Regions from separate parts of the Mus musculus genome. Here regions 1, 2, 4, 5, 6 and 7 are each linked to region 3. Evidence: chromatin contacts called from public ChIA-PET, Hi-C, HiChIP or PLAC-seq and promoter capture Hi-C data. All regions are on one chromosome and are shown on one strand. The core of a region is the stretch at or near the end of the contact, and the rest is flanking DNA. Distances in the headings are between cores, read along the strand shown.

Evidence for each region. Promoter capture Hi-C pulls out the DNA fragments that hold promoters and counts their contacts. A called contact is a pair of places that touch in the nucleus more often than the background predicts. ChIA-PET counts read pairs in DNA pulled down with a chosen protein or histone mark. HiChIP or PLAC-seq counts read pairs in DNA pulled down with a chosen protein or histone mark.
Region 1: a contact with region 3 is called in a Hi-C map of the HPC-7 cell line, with 3 times the contacts expected there. The contact joins the enhancer-like site here to the promoter of Ifngr1 in region 3. A contact is called at or near these places in 11 of 39 promoter capture datasets (the 3T3-L1 cell line, the C10 cell line, the HPC-7 cell line and 6 more), 1 of 15 datasets of contacts at CTCF or cohesin (large pre-B cells), 30 of 484 Hi-C or Micro-C datasets (the 63-12 cell line, the AML12 cell line, B cells and 20 more), 24 of 115 datasets of contacts at active chromatin or transcription factors (the 230-238 cell line, DN3 thymocytes, the SCID.adh cell line and 17 more) and 2 of 9 other capture datasets (adipose tissue and embryonic stem cells).
Region 2: an H3K27ac HiChIP or PLAC-seq map of double positive thymocytes shows a contact between it and region 3, with 4 times the contacts expected there. The contact joins the enhancer-like site here to the promoter of Ifngr1 in region 3. A contact is called at or near these places in 1 of 39 promoter capture datasets (stem cell-derived epiblast-like cells), 9 of 115 datasets of contacts at active chromatin or transcription factors (the 230-238 cell line, CD8 T cells, acute myeloid leukemia and 5 more) and 1 of 9 other capture datasets (embryonic stem cells).
Region 4: a contact with region 3 is called in an H3K27ac HiChIP or PLAC-seq map of embryonic stem cells, with 2.7 times the contacts expected there. The contact joins the enhancer-like site here to the promoter of Ifngr1 in region 3. A contact is called at or near these places in 1 of 39 promoter capture datasets (embryonic stem cells), 1 of 484 Hi-C or Micro-C datasets (CD4 T cells), 10 of 115 datasets of contacts at active chromatin or transcription factors (the 230-238 cell line, CD8 T cells, bone marrow-derived macrophages and 5 more) and 1 of 9 other capture datasets (pancreatic islet).
Region 5: a promoter capture Hi-C map of pre-B cells shows a contact between it and region 3, with 2.5 times the contacts expected there. The contact joins the enhancer-like site here to the promoter of Ifngr1 in region 3. A contact is called at or near these places in 4 of 39 promoter capture datasets (the C10 cell line, liver and pre-B cells), 1 of 484 Hi-C or Micro-C datasets (CD4 T cells), 4 of 115 datasets of contacts at active chromatin or transcription factors (the 230-238 cell line, bone marrow-derived macrophages, large pre-B cells and 1 more) and 1 of 9 other capture datasets (adipose tissue).
Region 6: a contact with region 3 is called in a promoter capture Hi-C map of liver, with 2.2 times the contacts expected there. The contact joins the enhancer-like site here to the promoter of Ifngr1 in region 3. A contact is called at or near these places in 4 of 39 promoter capture datasets (the 3T3-L1 cell line, hippocampal neurons, liver and 1 more), 1 of 115 datasets of contacts at active chromatin or transcription factors (embryonic stem cells) and 1 of 9 other capture datasets (liver).
Region 7: a contact with region 3 is called in an RNA polymerase II ChIA-PET map of memory CD8 T cells, with 139 read pairs. The contact joins the promoter of Map3k5 here to the promoter of Ifngr1 in region 3. A contact is called at or near these places in 3 of 39 promoter capture datasets (cranial neural crest, embryonic stem cells and maxillary cranial neural crest), 2 of 484 Hi-C or Micro-C datasets (cerebellar granule neurons and embryonic stem cells) and 2 of 115 datasets of contacts at active chromatin or transcription factors (memory CD8 T cells and microglia).

The regions. Positions count from the first base shown.
Region 1 is chr10:19,238,867-19,241,566 of GRCm38.p6, reverse strand. All of the region lies in intron 2 of Gm40607 (a long non-coding RNA gene), which reads left to right. Among named protein-coding and RNA genes, the nearest start is that of Gm40607, 3.3 kb to the left of the region's middle. Within about 2 kb of position 1,361, at least 14 of the 459 cell types and tissues checked have an H3K27ac peak or open chromatin away from gene starts, as enhancers often do. A contact at or near this core is called in the 63-12 cell line, the HPC-7 cell line, Th1 cells and 1 more, where this site is marked.
Region 2 is chr10:19,267,381-19,270,080 of GRCm38.p6, reverse strand. No RefSeq gene overlaps it. Among named protein-coding and RNA genes, the nearest start is that of Gm40607, 25 kb to the right of the region's middle. Within about 2 kb of position 1,445, at least 23 of the 459 cell types and tissues checked have an H3K27ac peak or open chromatin away from gene starts, as enhancers often do. A contact at or near this core is called in CD8 T cells and double positive thymocytes, where this site is marked.
Region 3 is chr10:19,590,561-19,593,260 of GRCm38.p6, reverse strand. Ifngr1 (interferon gamma receptor 1) reads right to left here and starts at 1,312. Exons shown (of 7, transcript NM_010511.3): 1 at 1,064-1,312. The coding sequence starts at 1,175.
Region 4 is chr10:19,206,977-19,209,676 of GRCm38.p6, reverse strand. It overlaps Gm20139 (predicted gene, 20139), which reads right to left. Exons shown (of 4, transcript NR_038021.1): 4 at 1,730-2,700. Among named protein-coding and RNA genes, the nearest start is that of Gm40607, 35 kb to the left of the region's middle. Within about 2 kb of position 1,401, at least 55 of the 459 cell types and tissues checked have an H3K27ac peak or open chromatin away from gene starts, as enhancers often do. A contact at or near this core is called in CD8 T cells, embryonic stem cells, epiblast stem cells and 1 more, where this site is marked.
Region 5 is chr10:19,289,797-19,292,496 of GRCm38.p6, reverse strand. No RefSeq gene overlaps it. Among named protein-coding and RNA genes, the nearest start is that of Gm40607, 48 kb to the right of the region's middle. Within about 2 kb of position 1,261, at least 14 of the 459 cell types and tissues checked have an H3K27ac peak or open chromatin away from gene starts, as enhancers often do. A contact at or near this core is called in the 230-238 cell line and pre-B cells, where this site is marked.
Region 6 is chr10:20,076,087-20,078,786 of GRCm38.p6, reverse strand. Map3k5 (mitogen-activated protein kinase kinase kinase 5) reads right to left here. Exons shown (of 30, transcript NM_008580.4): 12 at 2,256-2,305. Among named protein-coding and RNA genes, the nearest start is that of Map7, 94 kb to the left of the region's middle. Within about 2 kb of position 1,401, at least 104 of the 459 cell types and tissues checked have an H3K27ac peak or open chromatin away from gene starts, as enhancers often do. A contact at or near this core is called in liver, where this site is marked.
Region 7 is chr10:19,933,148-19,935,847 of GRCm38.p6, reverse strand. Map3k5 (mitogen-activated protein kinase kinase kinase 5) reads right to left here and starts at 1,322. Exons shown (of 30, transcript NM_008580.4): 1 at 774-1,322. The coding sequence starts at 1,242.

The DNA of each region.
Region 1 (2,700 bases), core at 112-2,611, 350 kb after region 3:
GGTTATGAAATAGCAATGAAAATAATGTTATGGCTGGAGGAACCATAATACATGAGGAAGAGTATTAAAGGGTTGTGGCACTAGGAAGGCTGAGAATCACTGAGTTTTGACATTAGGGTTTCCACCTTCAATATCCCTCTACATCGTTGTACAGCTGCATAGCACATATGAAACAAACACATGTACATATAATGGAAACATGTTTTCTGTAGGTGCCCTGCTTTTTCTTGGTTCACAGCACGTGGCGGCTCAAGTCTTTATGGAAATGGTTCCACATCAAATCCACACAGTGAATGTGCAGTGTATTCAAAGCTGTCTAGGCGATGTCTCTTTCTCTTAAGCTTGCTTTTGCCCCTCCCAGCCTCTCCTTCCTGCAGACTGCTTGCTCCATCCTGAAGGACCTGGCATCCAGACGCTAGAAATGATTGTTCTCTACAATGCTAAACACAACCCACATGCCTACCTAGGCTTCCTCTACCTAAAATTCCCACTCATTTGTTGTATTTCTGTTCTACTGATTGCTACCATCAAAATCCCTTGAGTTTCATCTCAAACCTGCCTCAGTCTTCCCAGACACCAAGAGGCAGTGCTTTCTTCTAATGCATGCACCATTGAACTACATACTATTGAACATTTGAGACAGTTTACCACACTGACTCTTTGGCTCCTGTTTTCTCCTCAGACTATGAAGAGTCACCCATCAAATATGCCACAGTAAAGATGGGGACTAAGCCAAGTTGTATTCTGGCGCTACCTAGAAACTACTCTAACTATATTTTCTATAACTTACAAATACATCAAGGGCACGTTTCTTTCTTCCAGTCCTTAAGGCTATAGGGTAGACATGTTTTACCCATGTGTGTGTAGGCATTTTAAGCAAGCATCGAACACACCACCTGCATTTTCACCCTTAGCTTTTATTCTTTATGCTTCTTGTCACCAGCGCATTCCCATGTAGGGTCTGGAGTGTCTGGGGCCCAGGCAGGTCCTGGCATGGCCTTCGGACCCAAAGCCTCTATTAAATAAATAGGTAAACAGAGGCTGTAAAGAACAGGTCCAGTTGAAAGTGGTCTGAATTCTTTACTCTCTCCCTCCAGGAAGCAATTTTGCAGCACTTAATTCAGAGTCCACACCCAGCAAGTGCTTAAACACGTTTTCTTACAGCCATTTCACCTCATTTTATTCCAATAAGGAGGTTTAAAAAGCCATCTCCTTCCCTTCGTCCCTCCACCTCTGCCCTTTCCGTTCCTGTCTTTAATGAGTTTTTAGTGTTTTAGTTAACATTGCAAACCTGATAGTGACACAGAGTCTGAACAGAACAAGCAGAGTGGCTTAGAGGGTGCGGTGCGTGGTTTCTGTTTTGTTAGCTCATACTGCCCTCTTCTGGTCACTGAGCAGATTTAAAACTTGGCTGGGTAGAAAAAACAAAAAACAACCAACACCCCTCCTCTAAACTAAAAAACCAACCTAACTAACTAACTAACTAACTAACTAACTAACTAATTAAAACCATGAAGAAAACTGTGCAAAGAATAAGTGACAGTGTACAGGGAAATAAAATCTTTCCATATGAATAACCATGACATGAAAATATGCAACACCACTGCCTATGTGTGACTAAGTAACATTTTTTGTTGTTGTTGTTATTCTTAAAATCCAAAATACTGCTGTCTTCTCATTTTTGTCTCTTTGTCATTTTTACGTGGGTAAATTCATGCAATCTGTTGAGAAGAACGTCACTGGAATGGCTTAGGGGTTCTCTTCCTTGTTCCAGCTCCCCTGAAAGCTTGTGGGGATAGGGCAGTTTGCTCTGTAACCAGCGGTGTGGTGTCTTGCCTGGGCTCATTAGTTAGGTGAACAGGGTCCAGGAGCCTTCTCAGCTCTCAGCTGTACTTCATCTGCTTGCGGCTGGAGCGATACCTGCTCTGCCTTCCTTATCAAGGATAACAGAAATAGAATGAAGACACAGCCTATGATGTTTATCTACAAATAAACGCACTGTTGTTATTTTTAATTAGTGTGTGTGTGTGCGTGCACGTGTGCATGTCTGAGTGTGTGTATGTGTGTGTGTGCGTGCACGTGTGCGTGTCTGAGTGTGTGTGTGTGTGTGTGTGTGCGTGCACGTGTGCGTGTCTGAGTGTGTGTGTGTGCGTGCACGTGTGCATGTCTGAGTGTGTGTGTGTGTGTCTGAGTGTGTGTGTGTGTGTATGTATGTGTGTGTGTGTGTGTGTGTATGTGTGCGTGCACGTGTGCGTGTCTGTGTGTGTGTGTGTGTGTGTGTGTATGTGTGTGTGTGTGTGTGTGTGTGTGTGTGTGTGTGTGTGTGTGTGTGTAGGTCAGAGAACACCTTGCAAGCATCAGTTCCCTCCTGATATTTGACATTAGGGATATTGAAGGTGGAAACCCTAATGTCAAAACTCATTGATTCTCAGCCTTGCTACTGCCACAACCCTTTAATACTGTTCCTCACGTATTATGGTTCCCCCAGCCATAACCCCCATGTGGGTTCTGTAAATCTAACTTGGGTCATCAGGCTTAGTGGACACCTTTACCCACTGAGCAATTAGTTTGCCCAAGAAGACATTTGCAATACGGATTTTAGGTGTTATAGTTCCCAGTGAAGTTCAGCTTCATTAAAAACCAAACCAAACCAAACCAAAAAAAGAAAAAATCCTTGCTATTTTAAGATAATGAAAGTAT
Region 2 (2,700 bases), core at 196-2,695, 320 kb after region 3:
CATGCCAGGCTCTCTGATCTTGATTCCTAACTCATTTTGCATCTTGCTCCTGCTAGTAGATGTCTACAACCTTTAATCTTATTACGTTGTATCCTGCCTAAATGTGGAACTCCTTTCAAACGTCTTATAATGAAATACAGATTCTTATCATTGTGTATATTTATTCCCATGCTCCCCCACCCTGTTGGCATCTATATGTCACATGTTTTAATTTGTTCTTTTACAAGTTCTTTTTTCTTCAACAAATCTATCTCATGCTACTAGAACCCTGCCCTACCCCAACTCCAATGTGTACTTCAACTATGGAGCAGTGTGAGGTCCAACCTTCAAAACCAACAATGAAGAAGGGTTGTGGGAGGGATGAACGGAGGCTGAAGGGGATCTAAGGAATTGTAGACAGTTAGGACATACATTATTCATAGCACACAGCACTAAGCAGGCAGATGCCAGCAGACCAAGCACAAGTTGGCTCATATAGGTAAGCATGATTACACACAGTGACTGGCACATTGGCTCAATGAGGTAGGGACAACAAAGGCTGACAGATATGAAGGGCCCAACCTTTTTACCTCAAAGCCATGTTTATACAGAATTACACAAAAGTGACATTTTGTCAGAGATATGTCACATGACAGATTGCATTACTGTTTACTTTTAGGTTTCCTAAACAGCCAATGTCTGTCATTTTGTGCTGTCTTATGGCTCCCCCATGCCCAGTGTTAGTTGTCTTAGTCCATATTGGGTATTGATATCAGCACTATAGTCTCTGAACAGAAACTGGCTTTTATAGCCTTTTGTTTCCTATAATAGATTCTGAATGCCCCAACCTACTCCATGCAAAATTAATAGTCTTTATACAAGCTCCTGCTATACTCCACACATCTGAGCTACATTTGTTCTCTCATGTATCCCATGTACATTTGGATTATGCCCATGTCACTGTCCAAGGAGATAGGTGCACAAACCAAGAAGTTAAGTTGTGACTAGAGAGAATCAGCGCTAAGAGGGGAAAAAACAAAACAAAACAAAACAAAACAAAACAGTGATCATCATAGTCCACAAAGAGTATCATTAGTGTGAAATAATAATGAAAACATACAATTTGAACTTGAGCTTGGAGATCTTCTGCAGGATAATACTCATATTAGCCTTATGAATTACTTTCTATATAAAGCATTGCTCATTTTTACACATTAGCAGAGTGGGAGTGCTTCTCTATCTATATGCTAATATATGAATGTTCTAAAACATATTTATGAAATATTCAAAGTAAGGAAGGCCTGAGATTGGGACTGGGTAGATACCGTTTACGATCTCACGCAGTCAAGTAGAACTGGTAGAGTTAAAAGGAGACCGTTCTCAGGCACTGTGTAGAGGCTCTCTCTTAGTCAGGTTCATTGACTACAAGCAACAGATACAGATTCAGTTCACGTTAACTAGGAATGGTGCTTTAGCAAGCAAGCCCTCTAATACTGAGCCACATGATTGGGCCAGAGGAAAACAACTCATGACGTCTGTGGCTAACCAGATGATGCAAGACAAGATAAAATACACTTCTTGGAGAATAAGAAGGAATCATGATACCTATAAGAATCAGAAAAACAAAACAAAACAAAACAAAACAAAACAAAACAAAACAAAACAAAACACCCACCCTCTCCCTGTTTGTAAATATGCTAAGTCTTCCCGGAAGACCAGTTACTTCCCCTTCACCAAGCACCACCACCATCATTACTAACCACAACCTTTCTCCAAAGCGACAATCAACTCTAGCAACGCTGCAGATGCCCTCTGGGTTTGGAGTCCTCCTGAGCAGAATTTCAGGTCCTAGCCCACTTCCTGATTGTTTACAGGCACAGGGATGGGGGAGGGGACTTTCTCCTTCCTTTTCAGTAGGTGCAGGTGTGAGCCAGGGAGTTATTCATACGAATGAATGACTCATGAGTAAGATATGAATCTTCCTGTATGAATCATTATCACAAAGACCCCTCAAACAGTAAAAAAGATAAGATACCAGAAAGTCCACCATCATTATTCTGTTGTTCACTCCAAATTGATCTTATGGTACTTAGACTAGAAGTCTTACATTCAGTATTTGCTTTTAATTTTAAAATTAAAACAATTTCAATGAATTTTTTTTGATCAAACTTTAAAATCTCCTAAGAGAGCCTATCTGAATTTCCTATGGTATGATAAACCCTTAAGAGTTTTAGTGGGATTTGTCAAGTAACTAGCACGGACCTTTTTTCTCAAGGGCAGACATGAGAGTACACACCACACTGTGAACTGGCTCGTGGTAACTTTATCTTTTCCTCTCCTCTGGTGTTTTCTTATATAATAGAAGCTGGAAGCAGCGCTCAACCTTTTTTGCCTGCTTTGTTTGTAATTTCGGTCTCAGGTATGAAGCTGGTTTTGACAACTGAATCCTCTGAATACCAGAAGCGACATTTTAGGCTCTCTCTCTCTCTCTCTCTCTCTCTCTCTCTCTCTCTCTCTCTCTCTCTCTCTGTCTCTCTCTCTCTTATCTAACTTGCCCTCACAAATACCACAAAGCTATTGTTGGAAGAGCTATTTTCCAGAAGTCCTTGGGGTGGGCCCTGAATGGCATGCTCGGGTTTGCCTAATGTACAAGGCACAGGTCTTTCTTTATCCAGCCATCTTCTCAGGGCTGTGTTTATAATAAGTGGCCTTAGTAGATGG
Region 3 (2,700 bases), core at 63-2,562:
GATTTTAATAAGACATTTTCATACATATTGCATACATACCATTATTGCTTCTGATTCATTCCTTAGTTGCTCCTGGCTCTCTGTTTCTGGTCACCTGCCTCCCCCAAGAGTCCTCTCTTCTACATTAATGTCCCATGAGTTTTATTACCCTGCTTTTGCTTGTTTTAAACTCTTCTTCCTCAAGATCTCTTCCTCCCCTCTCATGATTTCCTACACACACTTCTCTGGGGTTGATTTATCATAAGAAAACATGGTAATTGTCTTTTTTAATCTGGCTGTGTAACACAACTAACACTTTTTCTGATTCCACTGTTCTGCAATTATGATTTCATTTTTCTCTATAGCTCAGTGGAACTTCAGTTTGAACATGCACCTCATTTCCTTCATCTGACATCTAGGTGGTTACATCCTAGCTACTGTGAAAATCAGGTCAAGGCAGGATTGGAATCTGCACGCCTAACTGAAGCTCCTGGAAACCATAGGAGGGGTTCAGAGCTGGAACTCGCCTGAGAGTTAAAGAGGTCTCCCCATGCCTTCCAGCAGCTGGAGATTGGGAACTTCTCAGATACTTACGATTAGGGACTGGAAGGGCATGAAAAGTTTTATTGCTGTCTCTAGAGCTCTAATCATAAAGAGGAACTATTCCCAGCATATATGTCCTGGGAATATATAATCATTTGAAATCAAAGGCTCTGAGGATTTAAGCTACGAGAAGAACCCTTGCATCTCAACACTTAAACGCCAGACTAACAAACAAATCAGAATCTCTTAGTATCCGTTGGCACCCCTTTTCCTTCAGAGGATTCCGACTACAGATTGAAAATAAAGTCTGTAAGTCATACACACAATGCCAAACGCTGCCGTGGAAACTAACTGTAAAACAGACCACAGATTTGTGTTGTGTCGGCAAAGAAGAGGCGAAAGCGGCGTGTAAACCGCGGAGCCCCCGGGGCCCCTTGGGGCTGCCTTGCCCAGGGCGGCGCAGCAGGAACGCAGGGACTTCCCAGCCCGGCGCCTCCGGCCTGGCCTCCCGCCCCAGCCCGCAGCGGCTCGGAGAGATTACCCGAGGGAGGCTCAGGATCCTCAGTGCTCGTCAAAGCTCCACTCCCGACCTTCGCAGACAGCATCAGGACCACCAGCAGAATCATCCTGCCAGCTGCCGCCTGCGGGCCCATTCCTGCGCGAGGGACACCTCTGACAGGGGACCCGCGCTGCCCGTGGCCTGGCCTTGGCGTCACGTCCGCCGCAGACTAGTCGCCAAGTCCGCAAGCGGCCTGCCGGGGAGCTGGGTGGGGCCAAAACCAAAGCTTGAGAGACCAGCCTGGGACTGAGGGGCGTGGCTTAAGTGGGAGGCGGAGCCTCACGGGGCAAAGGGTTAAAAGGCAGCTCTTCAGGGGCGGACTCAGGGCGGGGGTCTAGCCAGAGAGGCGGGACCAATACGCAATCTCTTAGAGTTGATTGGAGGTTGGGAGTAGAGGTGGGATGTGAGGCGGGGTCTATACAAGGAGGCGTGTCTTGGCGGGTCTAAAGTGGACTAGGACATGGTTATAGGCGAGGTCTGGACTGGGGAGCCAGGCAGTGCGCTGCGTGGGCGGAGAAGTTTCACTAAGTTGGAGAAGGGGTGGACTAGCCTGAGGTTTGAAACTGTGGGCTCTTCTCTGTATTCAGGACCTGGACTGTGGATACGTTTGAAACTCTGACCGGAACCTTACCTTCTTCAGCCTGACACTACCTTCCTCAGTTCCTCATTCTGGTTATGTAGTAACCTGGGGTTGGAGATTTTTGCCTCAGTCCACAACCAGACACCATGCTTATCTCATCCCTCAGCATGAGGCGTGTTGGAGCCTGAGGTGTTAGAGAAGTTACAAAAATCCTTCTCCAGTTCCCACCAGTTTTGTCCGCGGAACTTAAACTTCTGGTTTTCAAGACAGTTTGTTCAGACTCCCACAACGCAAATCCAATGTGCTTGGCTAGCACTTTATTCTTAGCAAAAACAAACTACCACCACAAAAAGCACATGCCCATTTTAATGATGAAATGTCAAAGGGCGGATCACTAAGTAGTCTTTCATCAAGAGATCGTCCCTCTTGCCTCTCTGACCGCACCGGTTAGTTTAAATCTCTCTCATTCCCCTAAATTCACTTTAGTGACCTTGCACTTACTATAGACAACACTCTTGTGCTGCCTCACTCGCCTCAGCTCTCTTTTATCACCATGTCTGCAAGGAATTTGAATGCAACCCACTCTCCCCTTCTCTTTACTCCACTTTATTTTTAATAACACATTTGCACCCCCTCCTACAATATGCATATTGATTTGATTTTCTCTGCTTCCTAGAATGCAAGCTCTATACCGTAGAGAGAGATACTGGCATGACATTCTCTGAGTCTTCCAAGCAAAATGTTATGAAGACATTCTGCAGACTTGGAGTTACCAGCTAAGGCTTGTTATTTGTCTTGATTAATTAACGAATTAATTATGCTAATAGCCCAGCATTTCTCAGACTTTGACGTCAGGATAAATCTTGGTGACCTTGTGCAGGTTCAGATTCAGTACATATGATTCAGGTTAGACTTCAGTTTTCTGCATTTCTGAAAAAGGTACACAGCAAATGTCTCACCCTTGGTGCTACAGATGTGAGTACTTGGAATAAGAGTTTGGGTGTGCATCTGATATGCACCTCAAGAAAGGCATTTCTGG
Region 4 (2,700 bases), core at 152-2,651, 380 kb after region 3:
AAACCTTTATGGATGTTGTGGCACTTCCAAATATTGTGAACTTGTCTATTAATACGTATTGACAATTTAGGTGGCACAGAAAAGGTCGGTGTGCTGAAGTAAATGGGAGTCTCTGAAGGGAACTGAAGAGAGGAGAAATGCTCTGACCCACTGGCTCAAGCTATGGAGGCTTGCTTCCTGGCTGATGGTCTCTAGAGGTGACACCTGAATCTTGAAAATACTTCATGAGGTCTGGGTTTGAGATTCCAGAAGTGTGTCCCGGAAATACGTCATGAAGACTAGGTTCTGAAAGACTGTTCTCTTCGTTGCTTCTAGCCCCATTCCCTTTGCTTCTTGTCCCACAGTGGTGTGAGGACCCTCTGTTACTCATTCCCACCACACTGTTCTACACTGTCTCTGAAGGACTGAAACCATATGAAGGGAGTCAAAATACAAATTTCCTCCCTTGTTGCTTTTCTCAAGAATTTTTTTTTCACAACAAGGAAAGAGCAACTTATGAAGACAGAGGAAAACATTGCTGCTGTTTTGTTTTGTTTTGTTTTTCAGAAAACAAGCACCTGTGTTTGATATCCCTTAGATGGTGTCTGTTGAGAATTAGTGAGTGTTACTGTTAAAAAAGAGGAGTCTATCTTGCAGCCTGACTGGAACCTGAGCTGACCCATCCCTGAGTGTCAGCCTTCTTAATTACATGCTTGAAATAAAAAGTTAATACCACTGAGGTAGATAATTCTAAACTAACTTTAGAAACATTCTATGTTTAATAGCTGGTTACATTTACTAGAAACAACACACAATTAATAATGTAATTACAGGTCACCTCACTAAAGCAATATATTTTATGAGGAAGTCTTTTCGGTTTGTTAGAGTAAATTGTATGCGTTAAGCAAATTTCAAAGAATTAATATATCAGGATTATATATTATAAGCAATAAAATTATGTTTTAAAATATCAGGTGAAAAGAGTCAATGGATTTCATATATACAGATAAAAACCAGCTTAAAAATACTTTTAAAAACTTTCATTTACAATGGAATTAAGAGATTAAATACTTGAGAATAAAAATAAGAAAACAAGGGGATGGAGAGAGAGCTCAACAGTGACAGCATGGGCTGTTCTTTCAGAGGCCCTAAGTGTCTTCCTGGCCCCCACGCTGACGGGCTCAGCTGTCTGTACCCCAGTTCCAAGGGATCTAGTGACTTAAGTCTGAAGATTTAGTGAAATTCCAATAAAACAAGTCCCTGCTCACTTCAAATGCTTCAACTCGATAAATGAACACTATTGTTCGCATGGAAAACTACACATGCTAGGAAAACACTGAGAAAGAAGAGACGTGAGGTGGAGTGTGGTGGAGATCGCAGCCCAGCCCTGACCTTCAACCACAGCACAGCCTTTGTCTTGAACACAAAGCGTCATCAGCACATGAACAGAAGGAATGCAAAGCTCACGGATAGAACGTCTAGAGCGTGGTGGGGGGTGGGGTGGGGCGGGGCGTGTTTATCCTGAGTCTTTTAGGTACAGATGGAGCTTGTTCTCTGATTAAGAAACAGTTTCCTTTATTTTCATCTTTTAATAAATGATACTTAATCTTATCAAACTGTAGTAAGTGGCATTATTTCTTTTTGGTGCAAGATTTTTGATGAAAGACTTTAATGTGGGTTTTTTGATTTTTTATGTGTGTGTGGGGGGGTGGAAATAATTTTAATTTATTTTTACTATTAAGCAGGTATTCATTATAGAAAATGATAGGTTTTATTATAACAAATTATCCAATAAACACAGTGGTACAATTAGAAAAATATTTGGAATAAAGATAAAACTATGTCCACTTGTCAGAGTTACAAAGATAAACTCCAAATGGAATAAGAATTCTATCAACTTGACAAATTCCAGAAGAACTCAGAGTGAGATCTTCTAAAAGCTGATTGTTGACTGAAGGCTCTCAACTTCAATTTAAAATTCAAATGCGGCCAGGCAGTGGTGGTGCTTGCCTTTCATCCCAGTACTTGGGAGGTAGAGGCAGGCGGATCTCAGAGTTTGAGGCCAGCCTGGTCTACAGAGTGAGTTCCAGGACAGCCAGGGCTATACAGAGAAACCCTGTCTTGAAAAAAACAAAACAAAACAGAAAAAAAAAATTCAAATGCAAAAGAGCAAACACAATAAATCTAATTACAAAAACTAATGCTAAAATCATAAAAGTTAAATAACAAACTAAGGGAAATGATTTAAGGTACATATTACAGACAAAAAAGAAAGACTAAAATTATTTTTTTAAATAGCGTAAGACACAATTCATTCCCCTAAAGAGATGTAAATTACCATGTCCTTAAACTAAGATAAAGATGCACAATTTCACCCATAAAATTGAAACTATATAAAGAAGCCACTTCTCGATCCTCAGATTGGGAAGTATTCAAAAGCTTGATAACAATCTTGGTGAGTCTGTAGAGACACGTGCCCACTCACACTTGGTGAGACTGTAGAGACACGTGCCCACTCACACTTGGTGAGACTGTAGAGACACGTGCCCACTCACACTTGGTGAGACTGTAGAGACACGTGTCCACTCACACTTGGTGAGACTGTAGAGACACGTGCCCACTCACACTTGGTGAGACTGTAGAGACACGTGCCCACTCACACTTGGTGAGACTGTAGAGACACGTGCCCACTCACACTTGGTGAGACTGTAGAGACACGTG
Region 5 (2,700 bases), core at 12-2,511, 300 kb after region 3:
GTTCTTATCCATGTTTTCAAGACTGATCAGAGCTTTGAACTTTTAAAATGATGCCCATTTTCCCCTAATTTAAGTGTTCTCAACACTCTCCTTGCTCCTTGGGTGTAACAGGATCATTAGAAGCAGTTGCTAAGTCCTTAATTCCATGGAACTATTACTTCCTGTTAGTGTATTTTTGGAAACAGCTGTTAGGCAGCTAATTGTCTAGAAAGCTGATAGCTATTTTAAAGGGAATATTTAAACACCAGATTTTCTTTTTAACTAATAAATATAATGTAACTTTATAATATTCGGTTAAAATTTGTACAAAGTTGTCAAATAGCATACCTTTAGAATCAATTCTTCTACTATGGTGTTTCACAATAACAACTCCCAAAATGCATTTTATAGTTTTAATGTAGGCAGAACTGTCTCTTTACATAATGGTACGAATAGGTTAAAATGACCCTAATCATCTTTCTCCAGGGAAACAGCCTAGAGGCTTGCACTGGGTGCTTCTCTGTGTAGTATGGCATGTCCCAGCCACCACTAATTTTCAGCTAAGTTCTACTCTTCCCTAAAGTGGAAGTTGGGAAAACATGCATTTTGCAAGGGACTCAGGCCCACTCCTGAATATCACCATATTCAGATTTTTAAAAAATGCAAAAAGCAAAACAAAAAACCCAACATAGAACAACCTCTCTGGCTTGTTGACTTACTTTTACCCCATCACTTAGTTCCACAATAAACCATCGTTTAATTGATAGTTTCATATCTACTTTGGAAGTTAATAAAAACCACTTCCTATTTTCTTGTGTGAGAGGGTGGGTTAGACACTGTCTCTGTGTGATGCAATGAAGAAGAGGAGTGCAGGTGACACAGAACAGACTCCGCAGAGACAGAAAAAGAGGGAAAGCTTCTTAACTCACAAACAGCGCGGGTAGGATAGCTGAAGGTGGAGAAATAGAACATAACAATGAAACAAAGAGACCAAACGCAGCAGCTCCAGCCAAACTCTCCCCAGCACTGGAAAGGAAAATAGAAGGCTTACTCAAAAGGCAAGCCAGGCCTGCGGGTGGTGAGAGCTGGTCATGTACACAGGACCAGCACACAGCTCTAACAAGCCTCTAACCCAGTTGTGAGTTTGGTAAGACAATGAAGTCAGCACCTGTGGATAAATAAAAAAAAAGAAAAAGAAAAAAAAAGTATTTTAATAGGAGCCTAAGAAAGAAGGGGCAAGGTGGAACAAGGAACACTTAGTCAATCTGACGCTGCCTCAGGGGACAGAAGCCGCAAGTAGGAAGTGGAGAAACTGAGAATGCCAGATGCTGATGTGCTGTCATAGTCAGGGTTTCTATTCCTGCACAAACAGCATGACCAAGAAGCAAGATGGGGAGGAAAGGGTTTATTCGGCTTACACTTCCATACTGCTGTTCATCACCAAGGAAGTCAGGACTGGAACTCAAGCAGGTGAGGAAGCAGGAGCTGATGCAGAGGCCATGGAGGGATGTTCCTTACTGGCTTGCTTCTCCTGGCTTGCTCAGCCTACTCTCTTATAGAACCAAGACTACCAGCCCAGAGATGGTCCCACCCACAAGGGGCCTTTCCCCCTTGCTCACTAATTGAGAAAATGCCTTACAGTTGGATCTCATGGAGGCATCTCTCCAACTGAAGCTCCTTTCTCTGTGATAACTCCAGCTGTGTCAAGTTGACACAAAACTAGCCAGTACAATTGACCCCTTGTCAACTTGACACACAAATACATCACTAGTAAGCCTCAACCCTTAGTTCTTATTCATCCCCAAGATCTTAAATAACTTTAAAAGTACCACAGTCTTTACTTATTAAAAGCTCAATGCTTTTAGAATATCCATTATCTTTTAAAATCCAAAGTCTTTTTACAATTAAAAGTCTCTCAACTGCAGGCTCCACTCAAATACTTCCTTCAAGAGGGAAAAACATCAGGGCACAGTCACAATCAAAAGTGAAATCAAACTCAAACTGTCCAATGTCTGGGATCCACTCACGATCTTCTGGACTCCTCCAAGGGCTTGGGTCACTTCTCCAGCCCTGTCCTTTGTAGCACACACCTTGTCTTCTAGGCTCCAGCTGCCTGTACTCCACTGCTTCTGCTGTTCTTGGTGGTCATCTCATGATACTTGAATCTCCTAACCACTGCATGACCCCTTCAGTCCTGGGCCATCAATTGCAACTGAGGCTGCACCTTCACCAATGGCCTTCCATGGCCTCTCACAGTGCCGAGCCTGAGCTGCTCTGCATGACCCCTTCATGCCTTCAAAACCAGTACCACCTGGGTGACTCTTACACATTACCAAGTCCTGCTGCAGCATGAGGTACGACTTTGGCTAACTCTGGAACACAGCCTCTTTGTGCTTTCAGAAAACACTTCCCAGAAGATGTCACCTCAATGATGCTGGTCTCTTCTTAATCACCGCTAATTTCTTAGCTCCAGCTAACCAGCATCAATAGTCCCAGTAATGCAAAGGTTTCACTTTAGTAGTTCTGGTATCTTGTTAATCACAGCTGATTCTTCAGCCCCAGCTAACCAGAACCACAGAATCTTCACAATCAAACTAGCAATGGCCCTGAAAAAAGTCTTTAATTTTCCCTCTGAAATTTCACAAGCCAGGCCTCCATTTTCTGCACTGTTCTCAACGTTATCTTCCAAGCTCCTACACAACATCTGACAGAGTTCTTAAC
Region 6 (2,700 bases), core at 152-2,651, 490 kb before region 3:
TGAGTATACTATAGCTGTCTTCAGATGCACCAGAAGAGGGTGTCAGATCTCATTATGGGTGGTTGTGAGCCACCATGTGGTTGCTGGGATTTGAACTCAGGACCTTCGGAAGAACAGTCGGTGCTCTTAACCACTGAGCCATCTCTCCAGCCCAGCCATAGAGATTTTAAAGGAGCAAAGCAATGTGGACCAGCTTGAACTGGACACAACAAGTGCTTTACTGCAGAACAACATGAAGACTTTGGAGTTTGGTAAGCTAGGTGGTTTATGCCAAAAGTTGGCTAATGTTTTCTGTAATGGGCCTGATAGTTAAATATTTTAGGTTTTACAGGCCAAACCATTCAGTTCTGCTATTGGAGCATGGAAGCCTTAGCTACAAATGAGATCATGGCTGTTGTCTAACAAAACTTTATTGATAAAACAAGCAAAGGTCCCTATTTGGCCCATGAACGTAACTTATCAAGCCTTATTCAGTCACCTTTGGTTTTCTTCATTTGGGGACACGCAGCTTCATTTGGTTTTTGAGAAATGGCCTTCCTGTGTGCCTTAGGGTGAGCCCACACTCACTACAAAGCACAGGCTGACCCTGAACTCAGGTTTTTCTTGATCCGGCCTCCCGAGTACAAGGATTACAGGTGTGTGTCACCATGGCTAGACTTTATTATTTTCCAAGATTTAAAAAAAGACTGTCATCATCATCTCAGGCCAGGTGAGCCCTCCCCTACCCTAGCTACCCTATCTCTACTCCAGGAAGAAAGGCTTTGTGCTCTCGGCTCTAAATGCATTTCTAGTAAGCCATTGCTCACCTCACACCACACCATCACTGGTTGTTCCCCTTCCCATCTGACTGCAAATTATTCAAGAGGACTTGCTAGCTTCGCCACCTATAAATCTCTAGCAGAATAGGACTCAATATGGTACACAGGTGGTGCTCAATAAATGCCACTGACTTGAGCTGGGTACATGGGTGATGCCAGGCAAACTGTAGAGCTGGTTGGGTTGTTCCTCGGTTTGTCACTCTTTCTTTATAGAGGAGGAAGCCAGGTAAAGGTGACAGTCTTTGAAGTTACAAAGCAGAACCAGCAATCACCAGATGGCAGGAGGTATGCTATGTACACGCCGTGAGTCACGAGAACGGTAAGGATGGGCTGCCAGGCCTAATTAACAAGGGCTAATTCATTGTAAAACAGCTCTGTTGAGGTGGAATGGAAATGCAGAGCAACTATAGTGGAAGGACTGTTGAAGAAGGCAGCAGTAAGTCAGGAGCACCTTGCTGACGAGTGCTTTAGCAGTTGAATATTAAGCTTTTAGAGCTTTGAGAAGGTATTGATTGGAAAGACATGAGTCAGCCGCTTCATCTCGCTTGCTTCTATTCAATCACTCATGAGGTAACAGGTAGCTCTACCGGGGAAACTAAAATTATCTGTGACTCACTACTCTACCAGTTCATGCTCTAACAAAACCAACTACAGTCCTTGCAAAAGCAACAGGATATTGCACAACCCGCCTGCAGAAGTCTGTTTGTTGTCTCCCATTTCCATGGGGGTGGTGGGGGGGGGGTGGTGGTGGTGGTGGGGACAAACAGTAGTAAACAGAATTTGGTCTGAATGTTGAATGAGTCTAGAGACCCGGACTTCTAGACAACAAAGTTTCAAACACTTAACTGCTGACATTGGATTCTGACCCATAACCTTATTTCTAATCCCCAGGAGAGAGCACTTTTTTTTTCTTTTTCTGAGTCATTGGCATTATGACAAAGTTTTAGAACTGAACTGGCTTGTCACTGTGACCTCACAAACATAATTGCATCAACAGTAACCTTGGGGGAAAATTTAATGAATTTCCTATTTGTATGTCATCATTAATTCGAGTTCAGGGTGTAGCCTGGTTGATGTCCTGCAGAGCTTGGATCCACAGATCCTGGTAACACAAAGGTCAGGAAGCCATCTTACAGCCTTAACTAAAAGCTCAGCCAGCGGGAGAAGACCTCTACACGGCTCCCTTGTAGCCACATGCTGACTCCAGGCCACAGTTCACATTTACCCCGGAGTCACAAGCATGGGGTCAGCTCAAGGATCTATGATGGTGAGGCACCGTTCGCAGCAGGGAGAGAGGCTGAAGGCTGAGTCTTTATAACAAAGAACGGTTCTTGAAATGTTTTTCAAATTTAAATTATGATTTAATTTAATAAAATATGCTATGAATATCTCAGGAGCGTGTCTTCTAAGTACACCAAATGGCCCAGGGAGCCTTACCTCACTCCCCTGACAGAGGAAGCACCGAAGTTCCACTCGTGTATACCTTTCTGAAACACAGGAGAAGATGAGGAACAATGAATGGAAAAAAATCATAAAATCATTTAATATTATTATTTTTTAAAAACAAAGTTGTTTTCCTGATGTATATCTCCTCACGAGGCGATTATCTGACTGAGCCCACGAGGGTGATGTTTATTTAATAACACCTGTACTTCCAGACAACAGCTTTCAAAAACCCTGCAAGAATTACTGTCATGAAATTTAAACTTTAATTTTAGTTGTAACTGCTGTGCTTTAATTTTAAGTAAACACCAGAACGAAACAAAGCAACAACCCGGTGATCAGGGTAGCTGAGAGGCTACGGTAGCTCAGTGGCTCCAGCAAATAAGCTCATGTTCCTTTGGGCCAGCTGCCTGCTACCTTCCTTGCACTTGTGTGTTTG
Region 7 (2,700 bases), core at 73-2,572, 340 kb before region 3:
TTAAAATTGCATGGGAACTCTTTAAACCATGCCAAATTATAAACTCTTCCACTCACCACAGTATCTGAGGTAATTTTTTAAAAAAACAAACAAACAAACAAAAAACAAAACAAAAAAAACTGGTTCTTTGGGCAAGATTCTAACAAAGATCACACACATTTGGTGTGTTTCACGGTGCTTTTACTCCAACATATAGTTATTTGACCGTTCAAAGTAGTAAGAGAATGGGAAATTGAAGCCACCAAAACTCGAAGGTGAAATGAGTTGGGGAAGGTCAGGCCGCGCTTTGAAAACTCAAACGAAACTCTGCACACAGCTGGCTGCTTAGCATAAGGGCATTTCTGTACTCCCAAGACTGCACAGAGAACAGAACATCACTTCAGTGGGCCACAGGTGTGTGTTTGCAAAAGCAAAACCTACCCACCTCCTAACTGAAGAGAAGTGATTGAAGCAATTATTCGCAATGGTGGGAGGAAGTGTTTTTCCGAGCCTTGTACTTGGACCCAGGGTCTTCGCTGCCGGATAATGAATAAATCAGCGGAGGATCTCCCGCACAAATACAGTCACTTGCACCAGCACACCCTCAACTAGGAGCGGCCGGCCTGAATAGTCCTGCAACCACTCTTGCCGCTCTCAAGGTGAGGCGTGATGTAAATAGGAAGCTTGCTTCCCGCCCACGAAAAACAAAACAAAACAAAAATCCCCCCCCCCCCCCAACCAAGACAGCCAGGAGAAACCGGCTGGGCAAAGCAACGAGCCGAGCTGCCACTCACCTGCGTTGTAAAAACGGTCCAGCACGGCGGTTTCCCCGAAGTCCAGCTTCCCGAAATGCAGGGTCTCCAGGGTGGCGCCCACCGCCTCGCACGCCTCCCGCAGGCTCTGCAGGGCCTCGCTCTCCGCCACCACCAGCTGCCCCTGGCTCGCCTCATTGATCACATAAGCCACGGTGGTACGCCGGCCGCCCCCGCTGCCAGAGTTGCCCCGGCCTCGGGTGGCGCTGCTCCCGGGGGCGGTGGTAGGGCAGCTGGTGCCGGGAGCCGCCGCGCTCTCCACGTTCCAGAAACTGCCCGGCGGTGGCGGCGGCGGCGGCACAAGCAAGGGCTGCAGGCTCGGCTCTCCCTCCGCCGCCGTCGCCGCTCCTCCTCCCCTCCGGCAGCTGCCGCCCTCCGGGATGGTGCAAAAGCCCACGGACGCAAAGGGCGGCACGGAGAAAGTGATGCCCTCGCCGGCTTCGGTGCCCATCTCTGCCTGCCGGGCTGCCACGGCGGCGACCCCGGAGTCCCCAGCCCAGACGCACCGTCTGGCTAGCCACAGCTCCGGGCTGCTCCGCGCGCGCCGGGCTAGGCAGCTGCCATCGCGCGCCGCGCCTTCACCGCCCCGCCGCCGCCTCCGCTCGGGCGCCCTGTCCCCCGGGGCCACGCCGCTGCCCGGCGGCGGCTCGCCCCTCCTCGGCGCCTCCGTGGCCACGCCGCTCGCCCGCTGCAGGGTGGAGAGTCCACGGGGTGGGGACGCCGGCCGCGGCGAGCGGGAAGGGACAGAGCTTCCTCCTCTTGGCGGGCGGACGAGTCGGCGGCCAACCTGCGCAGCCCGGCTCAAGGGCGCCGCGCTCGGGGAGCCGCGAGCTGTCGCCTGCCGAGCGCGGGCCGGGCGAGGGCGCCCTCTGGGTGCCGGCGCTACCTGGAGAACACCTTACGCGCGGTGGGCGGGCTACCCCGAGCCGCGTCCCGGAACCTCCGTGGCCGCTCCCGAAAGGATCCGCCTCTCTGCTCCGCAACAGCTCCCTTGCACCGACTCCGTCTCCTCCACCACCACCTCCTCCTTCCTTCCTTCCCTTCCTCTTTCACCGGTTCGCCGCGCCCTCCGAGTCCCAGCGACCGTCTCGCAGCCGCCCGTCCTCTCGGCTACCCGCCTGTGGCCGCCCACTCGTTGCAGCACAGAGAGCCAGGGCCCGCCCCTGAGGAGGGCGCTGCTGGGAAGCTGCAGCCTGGACCGAACCCACTGCTCCGGGACCTCAGAGAACTGGGAAAGAGGGCTGAAACCCTGTGCGCGCCTCGCTGCGGGACGGCGCAAAAGAAGAGTCTCTAACCCGCACTGTCCCGGTCAGCCCGCCAGGCGTTTGCAGCGCTGGGCGCAGCCACCGCGCCTCGCTCGTTCTGGTCCGCTCGTGGGCAGCGCGTGGCGCTGGATGCACCGTGGCAACACGCGTGCCGAGAGGCGGGAGGATCCAACAAGCGCCCTACAGCCCAGGCCTCAAATGGAAAGTGGTTTATAAGTGACAGGGGCGCTAAATTTAGAAGTGGTCGGCTAAATTTATCGTGGCAGCCGCTGGTACTTTTCATTGTAAAATTTCCAGTTGCTTACGCTGTTATCGTTAATGAGTAATTGATTGGCTCCATTGCCGAATGACTTAATACTCTCATATATCATCTTAAAGTCACCCCTTCCTCAAAATGCCAGATACCTAAGATAGAAAATGCATGGGAAAATTATCATTCAGAGTTGAAAGAGAGAAGTTAACTTATTTCATTTTTTAAAACTGAACCATACACAAATGAAAAGGCTTGATTGCTTTAGTGTGATCAAAAAGCTCCCGCTTATTTTGGGAAGCAAAACCAGATGTGTAAATTCCCAGAGAACTCTCCCAGAATGCTGTAGGTCATGTCAGGAAAGCCAAGGCAAGCTGCAATACGTAAAGGATTT